Linked DNA regions of Danio rerio: all the other regions are linked to region 1. A link is a contact called in public Micro-C data. All regions are on one chromosome and are shown on one strand. The core of a region is the stretch at or near the end of the contact, and the rest is flanking DNA. Distances in the headings are between cores, read along the strand shown.

Region 1 (4,389 bases), core at 1,045-3,544:
TAGTGTGTGTGTATGTATGTGTGTGTGTGTGTGTGTGTGTGGATGATTCCCAGAGATGGGCTGCAGCTGAAAGGGCATCCGCTGCGTAAAAACTTGCTGAATAAGTTGGCAGTTCATTCCGCTGTGGCAACCCCAGATTAATAAAGAGACTAAGCCGACAAGAAAATGAATGAATAAATGGATATGCAACAATAACAAGTAAACAATAACAACAAAAAATGATTCCGCATAAAAATAAAACACTTCCATGGAGCAACATTATAGCACTTATATATTCAGCTCTGAGTTTTCTTGATTCAATGTGTGCGTATTATTCCTTCTTTCTAGTTACTAACACATGAAGTCTGGTTAAGTAAAGAAACAACAGGTGCGGGTGTGTTTTTCATAAGCTGACACATTGAAAGGTGCTGGAGAACCCGTTTAACTGGTGCAGGTTTTAAATAAGTTCAAGCTCCACCCTCTCAGGTCAGTCAGAAACACATGATCATGGCGTATCAGACATCAAGCCAATGTGACTTTTCAGATCTGAACTGATTTTGAAATAGTAGGCATTGGTCAATGGTTAAACACAGGGTATCATACAGTAAATCACTGAAGATCACATAGAATTTCAAGGTGAAGTTCAGGACACACAGAAAGAAACATTTATTTGCTAGATAGAAGAATGATACATTTAAAAATGCTATCTTTTTAGGTTATATCAAATTACCTTTCAAGTTATTTGAAGTGAATAGAAGTGATTACAAGTCACTTCAGCTTACATTTTATTAAATTGACGCTAAAGATAAAGTTGAATTTTGTATAAATTGTAAATAAAAAGTAAAAACTAATTTTAAAATAAAAAAAATCACAAAAAGGCATGTTGTCATAACTTAATGGTCATATAATCAATGAGACATTTCATTTAAAAGCCATGTGATCATGCGGAAAAAAAGTGAGAAAGAGTGTTTACAAGGGTTTCACATAAAAATGTTTTATAACCAAATATTTCACACTTGTTGCACTTTTTTTGACATGTGGTTGCACATGTGAAGCTAGTGTTGTTTTTCTGGAATGGTTTTTGCAATCTTTGTGTTCTAAAAATGTTCCAAAATACCACAAATGTTTGATATTTTGCCAGAAATGTTAACCTAAACGTTCTGTTAACCTTCTCATCTAAAAGGGAAGTCGCTCTGAACATTGAACAACAGTTAAGAACAACATTTACTAGTATTAAAAGAATGATCTGCTCCTTAATAATGTTAGCAAAATGTTAGCACAAACATAACATTTACTCAAATTTCATGGATATTTGTTTTCTAAAAATGTTTTTGTTGGAAGGTTGATGGTTCGAGTCCTGGAAGTGAATTGAATAAACTAAATTGACCATAGTGTATGTGTGTGAATGAGTTTGTATTAATGTTTCCCAGTACGGGGTTGCTGCTGGAATCCGCTGTGTAAAACATATGCTGAATAAGTTCACAGTTCATTCCGCTGTGGTGACCCCAGATGGATAAAGGCACTAAGCCGAAGGAAAATAAATGAATGAATAAATTATAAATAGTCACATTATTACTAAATTTTGGAAAACAAAAAGTATTAATCCAAAATGTTTGCAAAATAATAAAATGGTTCACATTTTCATAACCAATCATTTAAAAAAGAATAGATTTTAAAGACTGAACATTTAGATATTTCAATATAAAGGTTATTATAACATATGTATAACTTACACAAGGAAACATTAGGTGCATATATTGGTAGTTTTTATGCTAGGTTACATGCTTAAAGAAACAAAACATGATGCTAAATTTACTGGATTAAATATAACAGGTATAACAGCTGTAGTAAATGATTAACAAACTAACCGAGCTTTTACAGCATACAATATGAACCCAAAAAATATATATATATTAAAGCTGAAAAGTGTATATTTGTTCAATATTTATCATTTAACTTCTTCATATTTGAACATTTTCACTGTTTGAGGGTTTCATTTAGAATTTCAAGGTCTAGTGCATGTATATTGTCACTGTTGTGGTAATTTAACAAATATTCGATGTTCTTTACTATAAGTAATGTTTTTATGGTGTTATTTCACTCAGTTTTAGTAGTAAAGATCAAGGCCTAGCTCCTTTTTCAGTCCCCAATCCTGCCACAGCCTGTCTCTATACTGAACAAAAGACATTCACTCAGGAAACATGTCAGCCAATCACCCGCTCCCTTTCATTTGGTTGCTAAAAACCAGCCAATCGGTAAGCCTCTTTCATAATCAGAATGTTGGCTTGCCTGGCTTGGAGAAGCCGAGACTGCTGTGCATAGAGAGAGTGAGAGAGAGAGAGAAGGAGGTCTGTCCTCCATGTTTTAATAAGCATTGGCATTACTCAGTGTGTTTTAAGCCATGCATCCACAGAGGTAAGAGATCTTTCATTGCTTGTATGCTTTCTACACTACTTGCTAATGCTAATGGTTGAATTGTGTCATGCAGAAATACTGGCTTTTCTCACAGACAGGGGGGGCAAAAACCTGTCCCAACACCAAAAGAGAGAGGGAGTGAGAGAGAGATTTGGATCCTGGCAGACAGAAGCAACTCAGAAATCACACTCACTCTGTGTTTTAGTCTTCAGGATCGCATGGCTGACCTGTGCTAACACTCTGACCAAAATGGCCTCTTCTGGTGTCTCTCCTAGCTATGTTTCTGTAGAGCCGGAGAGGAGCACAGTCGTGTCACAGGCCAGACCTCTCAAAATGAAGGCCCTGAGGAGGAGCAGACGGTGCAGACTTTAAGAGGAAGAGCACATTTTGACTGGCAGAATGACCGAGCTGCAGATTTGGCTCAGGTTGTAGGTTAAGGAAAGACTTCAATAGCTGACATAATGGCTATATGGCCATTTTGCTCAGGATGCAGGCCTAATTTGCAAAAGCATACAACAGATTGCTTTTGCTGACTGAGTTATTGGGTTTGAAATAGAAGCGACTTTCTTTTTCTATAAAAATAGAGGGATTGAGATAGGGAATTAGGCTTGTGTTTGGGTTTCTGAGTTAAATACCGGTTTCTGTCTGTTTACTTAGGTTGTAAATATACTCAATACAGGACAGGCATTTCATCAAAACTTAGTTGTGGTATGAGTTGGCAGCCATTTCAGATAGACTTCCTTTTTCGGCTGTGCAACCGCAAAACAGTGTTTGTGTTGATGAATTTAATCGTTTCTTTATGCGGTTTGATTAATATTTTGTTTGGAGGGTTTATGTTTTTGAATGGAAAGCCATAGCAGGGGTCTGATCAGACGGTCAAGGCAGACTGGGGTCTAGTGTTTTTCCACATCAGATTGAGTTGTGTTTTGGTTTGTCTTCGAAATGCCTGCTTGTTGACTGCTTGTCTTTCAACATAATCAGGTTGGTGGGCTTTACCTGTTGGAATGACAGCTTATATCTGTGTGAGGTTGAATGTTTTAGAAACAGGGTTTAATTTTTGTCAGTTAATCTGATAAAAATGATTTTAAAAGAAATCATAAGTTCTATCCCATATCTATGGATAGGTTTTATCCATTTTAAGTCATGGTTATTCATAATACTAGATTCAATAAATAGGAAAATATAAATGTTTAAAATAATTTGCGCTTTTCATGAAACAATTATGTGCACATTATCCGGTGGTCTAAGGGGAAATATACAAGTGAAGTCAGAATTATTAGCCCCTCTTTGAATAGTTTTTTTTGTTTATTTTTTTAAATACTCCCCAAATATTGTTGAACAGAACAAGGAAATTTCACAGTATGTCTGATAATAGTGTTTTCTAGAGAAAGTCTTAGAAATCTAGAATTAATGCAGATTTAAGGTCAGCATTATTAGCCCATTTAAGCTATATATTTTTGATAGTCTACAGAACAAACCATTGTTTTACAATAACTTGCCTAATTACCCCAACCTACCTATTTAACCTAATTAACCCACATAAGCCTTTAAATGTCACTTTAAGCTGTAAAAATGTGTCTTGAAGAATATATTATCTAGTAAAATATTATTTACTGTCATCATGGCATATAATAAAATAAATCAGTTATTAGAAATTTTATAAAGAGAGTTAATAAAACTTGTTTAGAAGTGTGTGGAAAAAACTAATAATTCTGGCTTTAACTGTATGTATATATATATATATATATATATATATATATATATATATATATATATATATATATATATATATATAAAAGTGTGTATGTTTTCTAAATAAAAACATCCATAAATCAAACAACAGCTTGAACAATTAAATATCATTTTCATTAAACTGTTAAATATGTATATCTTTGAACAATGCAAATGCTATTTTAAATGTCATGTGGTCTAACCATGATTTTTTTACATAAAATAATATCCCACATTTTTCAATGACAAAATTTCCTGTTTTCA
Region 2 (4,389 bases), core at 936-3,435, 200 kb before region 1:
TAATCATCAATCCTTAAGCAAATATTTGAGGTTTGGGAGGTTGAATAAATGTGAATGTCGAATGTGATGGGTCTGGTGACCCTTCCTCCTGACTATTAAATATGCAGAAAAAGCAAAAGAGTTCTATTTATTTTTGTTTCGTTATTGTTAGTTTCTGTTTAGTTACAAGAAATGTAAATGTGTTGATTTGAGTTATTTTTAAGAAACTATTTTACGTTATAATAAAATACGTTAAACGAAATTAGAATTGCATAAAATGTTCGTTTAAAATGAACAAATCATAAAAGCTATAGTAATTATGAACGACTATCAGTTGGCTCACAAGATTAGACACAAACCGGGAGGAGACCCATGACTTTATAGTTTACTAAGTTAAAAAGCAAAGAAAAAAACAGTAATTTAAGGCCCTGCTATATTTGTTATTTGTAATTTCATATACACGTAACCACAATTGGGGGGCGTCACAGAGGTGCAGTGAGTAGCACGATCACCTCAAAGCAAGAAGATGGCTGGTTCGAACCCCGGCTGGGTCAGTTGGCATTTCTTTGTGGAGTTTGCACTTTCTCCTCATGTTCGCGTGGGTTTTCTCTGGGTGCTCCGGTTTCCCCCACAGTTCAAAGACAAGTGCTATAGGAGAATTGATTAAGCTAAATTGGCCGTAGCATATGTGTGTGAATGCAAGGGTGTATGGGTTGCAGCTGGAAGGGAATCTGCTGTGTAAAACATATGCTGAATAAGTTGGCGGTTCATCCCGCTGTGGTGACCCCTTAGAAAATAAAGTGATTAAGCCAAAAAGAAAATGAATGAAAGAATACCCACAATTTGTTACATCATCATAAAGATAATCATGTTTATATAAACACTATAAACTAGGAGGACTTCTCTCCTCCTCAGTCCCCGGGTCTGAATGCAGACACAGTGGATAGCAGTACAGCCCGTGTCTTGCCCTGTCTATTTCAAGCATTAGGCTTGCCAGTAATCTGTAGGTTTTTACACAGGCGAAAACAGCAGCACCGATAGGCGATGTGTCTTAAATTGTAACAAACTGGACTGATAAAAGAAAAGTCCTCCATTCTCCAATAATCATATAGCTCTCCAGACTCCAAACAAAAATGCTTGCTGCACACTAACAGCTTTGCTGTATCAGCCCTGACATCATTGTGGGGAAAAACATACAACAAACCTGTTGATCATGGAAACAAACAAACACACACGACCCTTTATGAACAGCTAAATACTGCGTGCTGTGCGTGTATGCAGTATCACTGCTTGGCAGGTCTGCCTTGCCTTCGGAAAGCATGTGCAGTCAAAAAGAATTAAGAAAATAGCAACATTTACAACTTTGATTTGAAGGAAAACTATTCTCAACGATACAAAATTGTATTTTTGGTGGTAATTTAACATCATGAGGATATAATTATTTGTGGGGCTTCATGGTGTCTGTTTGGATTTGTTCATCTTTATGTGGCGCTGCACAGCCTGATTGGTCAATTAAAACCAGAGAACCTCTTAAGTAATTGGAGAGTTGACAGCAGCTTACATCATCAATCTCAATGGAAAGTTTTTACATAGTTTGAATCATTTATCTCCTATATACAGTACTACACTGTGTGCCTTTCACCACATGCAGTAGAAAATGGTAATTATATGTACAAGTGACAGGTTTCACAGTTTTTGCATCTATCAAAAGTTAACTGTAGGACACTTTAGATTCTAGAAAGCATTTGATTGGGCAGACTATCTCACAAGTGCAGAGTGATGTCATCAAAATGGTTGATCCGTGTTTGATAATTTATATATTCTCAATTTTTTAGGAGAAAACTAGCTAATAGATCACTTTAAATTCAGTTTTGATTTCTTGGAATTTTTAAGAGATCAAATTAAATGTGTAGGTCTGTGCTCAAAAAAAGGGGACAGGCTAACAGTTTTTGTAAAAGAAAATAATAATAAATAAATAAATATCTAAATAAATAGCTCATTTTAAAAAAATGACAAAAAAACATAGAGTGTATAATTCTGGAACCCGACTGTAGTCTGACTCTACACTGACCGGATCAGTTTACGAGTCGATTGAAAAGATTGACTAATATGAATCAAACCACGATATGACTGACTTCCCAGTTCAGTTTGCTGCAGGTATTACGGTAAGTAAACGGTGACGTATGGACACACCTTCACTCACGCGCTTGGCTCTGGTTGCCATGGAAGGTTATCAAGTGCAAAAACCGGCTGAGGCAACGACAGCACCTGGCGGAAACATACTGAACTTACCGGTGGAACCTGGAAGATACGGAGTAAAACACGGACCTCTTGAGGTAGAATGTCAACGATTTGGAAACAGTATGGTTATATGTGTCTCGCGATAGTGCTTCTTTAATATGTGTACAATAAGATTTTATATGCGTATGGATTAAACTGTCAGTAAATGTTGAAAAGCCCTCATCCAAAGGTTAACGGTAATGACGTAGCACGATATTCTCAGCATCCTTTTCTACGTAATGACGTATCTGTATTACTGCGCTAAATAAGTGCCAAGAATAAAAGCTGTTTGTCACTGAGTAGAGCATAATCTACGCAAACACTAGTAATTTCCACTAACGTAGAATGCGTATATTGTCATTATTTCGCCGTTTGTGTTCGTCTCTCTGCAGGTGTGCCTGTCTTTGCAGCACTAAGAGTGAGTGAGTGATTAGGTCTGTCAGATACAGATTCAGTATGTCTGCATGGCTGCAGCAGGAGGAGGCTGGTCCAACCAGTTCTGCTGAAGCCAAGAAATCAGAGCCTAGAGGCCAAGAGAAGAAATGCTGTAAGTACACAGGCTTTCGTGTCCCACTGATCTAAAATGTTTCGTGGGTTTTTGAGAGGTTTAGGGGGCTCCTCAGTTGATGTTTACTGCATGACAGATTTGTTCCCTGGCCCTGTTAAGTTTAACGACGGCCCTGAATCATATCACAGTTGTCCTTCTTGTGGTGTCAGCTGTTACTGAACAGCCAAACAGAAGTTCACTGTCAGGCTGGGTTATAAAAAAAAAAGAAAACTGCTGTGCTGCCCTTTATTTAGATTGTCAGCATTGTCTGTTATGCTGGTTTCAAATTGCAGATCAAGGTAAAAGGCGCACTTTTTAGTGTTTAGGATTATTTGTGTGTGTGTGTATGTGAGTGTGTTTTAATAAATTGTTGCCTGGATGTAATCTTTTATTTCGCATAATATCTTTATTATTTGAATATTTTTAAATAAAAACATTTCAAAAAGATATTATCAGCACTGCTTTTTCAACATTTATAATCATTACAAATGTTTCTAATGCAGCAAATGAATGAACTTTTAAAGGTCATGTGACATTAAAGACTGGTGCTTAAAATTCAGCATCGTCTATCATTACTTCAAAATGAAATTTATAATATATTGACGTGTATATATCAGTAGAATCACGTCAAAGTAGACATTGCACGTTGCTGTAATACTTTCTAGTATTTTATACGGTAGCCCAGTGAGCTTAGTGCTGCAATTTAAGAAAATGCATGCAAATAAAAAAAATAAAAAAAAGACTGGTCCTAGAGATGTTGTGTAGATGGAGAAGAGATGTGTCCCAAGACACCACATGTGCTGCAAATCTTCACAACGCAAACAAATCAGTTAATCATGCTGCATTTTCTCATAATGCAAACAATTTAGGAAAACGTGCTGCATTTTCTCACAACACTTTCAAATAGCATGGAACACAGCGGAAATTGCTTTGCGGAATTGGCTATTTAGTTTATGGTTATTTTAGGCTAATAAAATACAAAAGACAAGGGGATCAGGATGTTAAAATAAAACATCACCTACAACTTTACTGAGCAATTGTCACGGCACGGTGGTCGTCATGTTTTTGGATCCACTTGAAACATATCCATTGTGTTCAGTTCTTTTTGCAAGTGTTGTGAGAAAATGCAGCGTGATTTCGTAATTTGTTTGTGTTGTGAGAAAATGCAGCACATTTTATTCATTTGTTTGCGGTGTGGAAAAATGCAGCATGTTTTTTAATGTGTATGTGTTGTGAGGATTTGCAGCATGTGTGCTGTCGTACAGATGAAGATCTTTTCTTAATTTCTGGTGCAGTTGCTTTTGTAATTGCATGACTTTGAAGCATGTTAAGCTTTCTCTGCTACCGTAACTTTACTATTTATATAATAGTTTTTAAAAGACAGCATTTGTGTGAGCATTAAAGACTTATTTCAAACCCTTAAAAAAGAAGGCGAGTAAATTAACAATAAGCTTTCATATCTGGGTGCTTTCGACATCTATCCCTTTGGTGCTTATATGTGCAATTTTAGTAGTTTATATTTAACAGATTATCATTGTTTGGTTGTGGATGGAAGGGCTGCGTAAAACATATGCCAGAGTAGA
Region 3 (4,389 bases), core at 1,057-3,556, 170 kb before region 1:
CTAGAGGCACACCAACAGTCATATTTTGAATGTCTCCCTTATCTAAACCATTTATTTCAGGTTTTGGAGTGTCTTCTAATGTTCTGATGAGTTGATTCAGGTGTGTTTGAATAGGAAGAGGTTGAAAATGTGTACTGTTGGTGTGCCATCAGAAGCATGGTTGAGAAATACTGCTCTAGCCATTGAGTGTGCATCGGCTGTACATTTATTACTGCACAATACATTGTGGGATTGACTGAGTTCACTTCAGAATGTCCACTGTGGTTTCTAACACCAATACAAATATCTGCTCCCTAAAAAAGTACACTGTTTTAAGGTATAGGGGAGACTTAGAATGCAGCCCTGTATAGATACAGAACGTATTGTCTTTTTGAATGTGGCGCAACAAATCAGTTGAGTCATTCTGTGTCGACATCATTTCATGCTTGAGTGGGAGTGAAAAGTGCAGGTGCTTTTTTGCTGAGTGTTATAAGAGCACGTTAAAAATCTATGAAAACTCTGCTGAGGTTTGAGCCTGACCACAATGTAGCACAGCTGTCCTATCTAGAGATGATTATGTAGATCAACTTTCTGTTATTTATTATTTCTCTCTTTCTCTCTCTCTCTCTCTCTCTCTCTCTCTCTCTCTCTCTCTCTCTCAATTAACTATTTCTGTACTTTCCTTTTGATTTGTTATTCCATCACTTAGCAAAGCTGCTGTTGTTTTTTAAATGTGTGGTTGCTGCAGACAGGTAATTATATTTTGGTTCCTCACAGAGTGCCCACTACCCACTGAGATCCCAGCAGGACTGGTTTTGCTTAAAGTGTCCTTTAGATTCATGTGATATAAAACTAATATTATTATATCAATGCCTAGTGTGCAGATTTCATTTGCTCACAGTGGTGCTGCTATCAAATTCCTGCAAAAGCATCTATGAGGTCAAGATATTGTCAGTGAAAATATTCAATGTTATTGATCAAAATACTAGCAATATGAGGTCTTATGGATTTATTATAATAGTGTCATGTTTAAAAAAAAAAGTAGATTAACACGGTTACATACAAAAAAACAAGTTTCATTGGATTTACTACATTTTCTTAAGGTAAGTGCTTGCTAACTATTTATATGGGCTGAATTTAAACAAACAATTTAAATTTAGTAACAGTTAACTTATTTGTTTATTTAAATCCAGCCCATATAAATAGTTTCCAACCACTAAATGACACTAAAAATGTAGTAAATCCAGTCCACGCTCGTTTAGAAAATGTACCATTATATACATTTCTGGAGAGCACCAAATACGTCACAGGAGCTACGATTTTTGGCAGTTTTTGAATCCACCAGAGGCCGCTGTGTACACTTTTGCAGATCTCACATTTCTCTTGCGAGTGCAATTCACGCCTGCTGTTCTCATGTAAATCCACCAGAGGCTGCTGTTAAATGACTGACTGACTGACCCACCCCCCTCCTTCCCTAAACCCAACCACTAGTGTTTTTAAAATCACAGATTTATCCGCCCACCCCCTTCCCTAAACCCAATCGACAGTTGATTCATAAAAATAATGATGCATAAAAATATTTTAAAATAAGGCCTTTAGAAGGTTGCAATAAAAAATACTTTTGTTTATAACATTCTGTTCACCAAAGAAGCCAAGAACACAATTCGAACATTCATTTATTTATTTAACCAGGAAAGTCCCATTGAGGCACAATATCTCTTATAACAGGGTGCCCTGGTCAAGACAGGCAGTATAGGACCGAGTTTCAAAAAATATATAAATAAATGACATAAATTTGAAGGTATTGTGCTTTCTAAAAACTAATACAAATGTGTCTGAAAACATGGCACTCGGTTGTTATTTTATGCCGAAAAATGTTGTAAAAGTAATCATTTGTGTTTTAAATTTGGAAGAAAAGTCTTCAGATTACAAAACACAACTATAAATCCAGAAAAACTGGTCTCTTCACTTTTCCTACTTGTCCATCTGTTTTTGTACAAAACATGTTTTGTATGATCATGTCTGAGCATCATACATAATAATGCCCTGTAACTGAATCCATTTAGCCTCGATGATGTCGATACCAATTGGCGACTAAAAGAGACTGATGTGTAAGGATCACACCTGTGTGTGTGTGCAGGCAAACGTGTGTAATCGAGAACAGCAGGGAGTCGCAGTTTAGCACCGTAATGTGAGAGATGGAGGTCAAGCAAAGCAGCGCTCACCTGTCCGAGAGCTTTCAGGGGAATCTGATATCCTTCACTCATAGTGCGTCAGACGGAAAGAAAAAGAAAAGAAGAGAAGAGAAAGAGAAAGCTAGCAGGGTGGGAAAGAACCCGAGTTGCCTCAGCCCTCAGAGAAGTCAGTGATAATTAGCATTATTCCAAAGCTCTCTGGGATACTCCGCTCTGATTGGTCAAAAAGAAAAAGTAGAATGCTGACAAAGCTGAACATTTTGTTATGATTTCTTGTTGAATTCATGCAGTCATCTTTAATAATATTTAAAAAAAAAACAAGTTGTGCTCCATCTAGGGCTGGGCGATTTGGCCAAAAATCAAAATCTCAATTAATTGAACTTTTTAACTTAATTACGATAAATGAACGATTATTTTATTTGTTTATTTTATTTTTTTGCCCTCATGGTAAACTGACAGGTTTTGTACAGTAAATATGCACACATATTACTTAAAATAATAAAATAATAATTGAAGGAAACATTATTATTTATTATAACATTATAGATTATTTATTGAACAACGTTTTTTTTTATAAAATGCACTTTCAGAAACAATCATTTATTTTTAATGTTTTCAAAAGTAGAAAATATAATTTTCAATGTAAATAGTTTTATTGTAATGTAAAATATGACGTCTCTAGCAGATATCAGGCGCAGCTTCCAATCATCAATGTAATGCAAACGTGCGATGTGTAGATACATTTTTCGAGATGTGTGCGGGTATGTGACCACGTGAAGACTGTGCCGGAACATTCCCGTGCTTTTGACGCAGAATTATAAATCAGCCTTAACAGAGCGGAGTCATGTATCTACTTTAGACGTAGTAGGAAAAGTAATTGAAAAAGATCGTCCTGGAAAAATTAGATGGATTAAAGGTTTTCAATATCAATTTTATTTAGTTTTCGATTAATCGGCCAGCCTTATCTCCATCTCACATTTATTTTTTCTGATGACACGACAACCTGTCAATCACATAAGATAGACCAATAATAGCCAATGAATTGGATAAAAATCACATCTAAGCTGTTTCTTGCACACATGCGCACACACAAACACAAGCAATGTACAGTAAATCATATTATTAATCATTGCAGTATTTTTTTGTAGTCAATCAAAATAAAATATATAAAAATTCTTCAAAAAACTAAAACTTAAAAGCTGCTTTCACTCAACCAAAACTAGAAGAAAAAGAGAACTGAAAAAAAAAAAACTGTGCAAATGTCCTTGGTCTGTTAAACAGCACTTGACTTGTCATTTTGACTTCAACTGTAAATGGATCATTTTCTGTTTATTAGCTCTTTTAAAAGGCATAATGGGAACATTTGATAAAGTGACTTTTATTGAAATTTTAACAGTTTGAAACTTTATATCTTTTCAATTATGGCACTAAACCTAGCAATGAGTTGTAATAAACTTGATGCATTTCTTATACAATATTGTTTTTAAGTACCTTTGCTAAACTGTAGATCTACATTTTCAAGATCAAAAGATCATAGAGCATAAACCAAGGTTCCACAATGCAATTCAGAAATATAAAATCCAGACCACAATTCTCGGTTTGTCTGGATTCATGATTTATAATTTTAGTTTTGTATTTGAGAAAAATGTATTAATTTAATAAGCTAATTTCTGTTTTATTCTGCAAACACTGCAAAAAAACTTCATTCATTCATTTTCTTGTCAACTTAGTCCTTTTATTAATCCGGGGTCACCACAGCAGAATGAACCGCCAACTTATCCAGCAAGTTTTTTTTTTTTTTACGCAGCGGATGCCCTTCCAGCCACAACCCATCTCTGGGAAACATCCACACACACATTCACACACACACTCATACACTACGGACAATTTAGCATACCCAATTCACCTGTACCGCATGTCTTTGGGCTGTGTGGGAAACCGGAGCACCTGGAGGAAACCCAAGCGAAGGCAGGGAGACTGCAAACTCCACACAGAAACACCAACTGAGCCGAGGTTCGAACCAGCGACCCAGCGACCTTCTTACTGTGAGGCGACCGCACTACCTACTGCGCCACTGCCTCGCCTTAAGTTAACTTAATGTTTTTACAAATTTACTGTATTGAAGATTAAACAATTAGGTTGTCCCTAAAAAACGTCAGGAATTGTGTTGATTCGGCTTATTTTAAATATGTAGTTAGAACAACATTAATGTCAA

Evidence for each region. A called contact is a pair of places that touch in the nucleus more often than the background predicts.
Region 2: a Micro-C map of caudal fin shows a contact between it and region 1, with 4 times the contacts expected there. The contact joins the promoter of pfkfb2b here to the promoter of zmynd8 in region 1. A contact is called at or near these places in 2 of 18 Hi-C or Micro-C datasets (caudal fin and hematopoietic stem cells) and 2 of 4 datasets of contacts at active chromatin or transcription factors (embryo and gastrula embryo).
Region 3: a contact with region 1 is called in a Micro-C map of caudal fin, with 4 times the contacts expected there. The contact joins the enhancer-like site here to the promoter of zmynd8 in region 1. A contact is called at or near these places in 3 of 18 Hi-C or Micro-C datasets (caudal fin, hematopoietic stem cells and an unstated tissue) and 2 of 4 datasets of contacts at active chromatin or transcription factors (embryo and gastrula embryo).

What each region holds. Positions count from the first base shown.
Region 1 is chr11:20,695,119-20,699,507 of GRCz12tu, reverse strand. zmynd8 (zinc finger, MYND-type containing 8) reads left to right here and starts at 2,294. Exons shown (of 20, transcript XM_687794.11): 1 at 2,294-2,394. The coding sequence starts at 2,381.
Region 2 is chr11:20,891,257-20,895,645 of GRCz12tu, reverse strand. It overlaps pfkfb2b (6-phosphofructo-2-kinase/fructose-2,6-biphosphatase 2b), which reads left to right and starts at 2,185. Exons shown (of 16, transcript XM_021479801.3): 1 at 2,185-2,315; 2 at 2,652-2,806. The coding sequence starts at 2,716. phtf1 (putative homeodomain transcription factor 1) reads left to right here. Exons shown (of 17, transcript NM_001114429.1): 17 at 1-241.
Region 3 is chr11:20,867,963-20,872,351 of GRCz12tu, reverse strand. No RefSeq gene overlaps it. Among named protein-coding and RNA genes, the nearest start is that of pfkfb2b, 23 kb to the left of the region's middle. Within about 2 kb of position 2,306, at least 5 of the 62 cell types and tissues checked have an H3K27ac peak or open chromatin away from gene starts, as enhancers often do. A contact at or near this core is called in caudal fin, where this site is marked.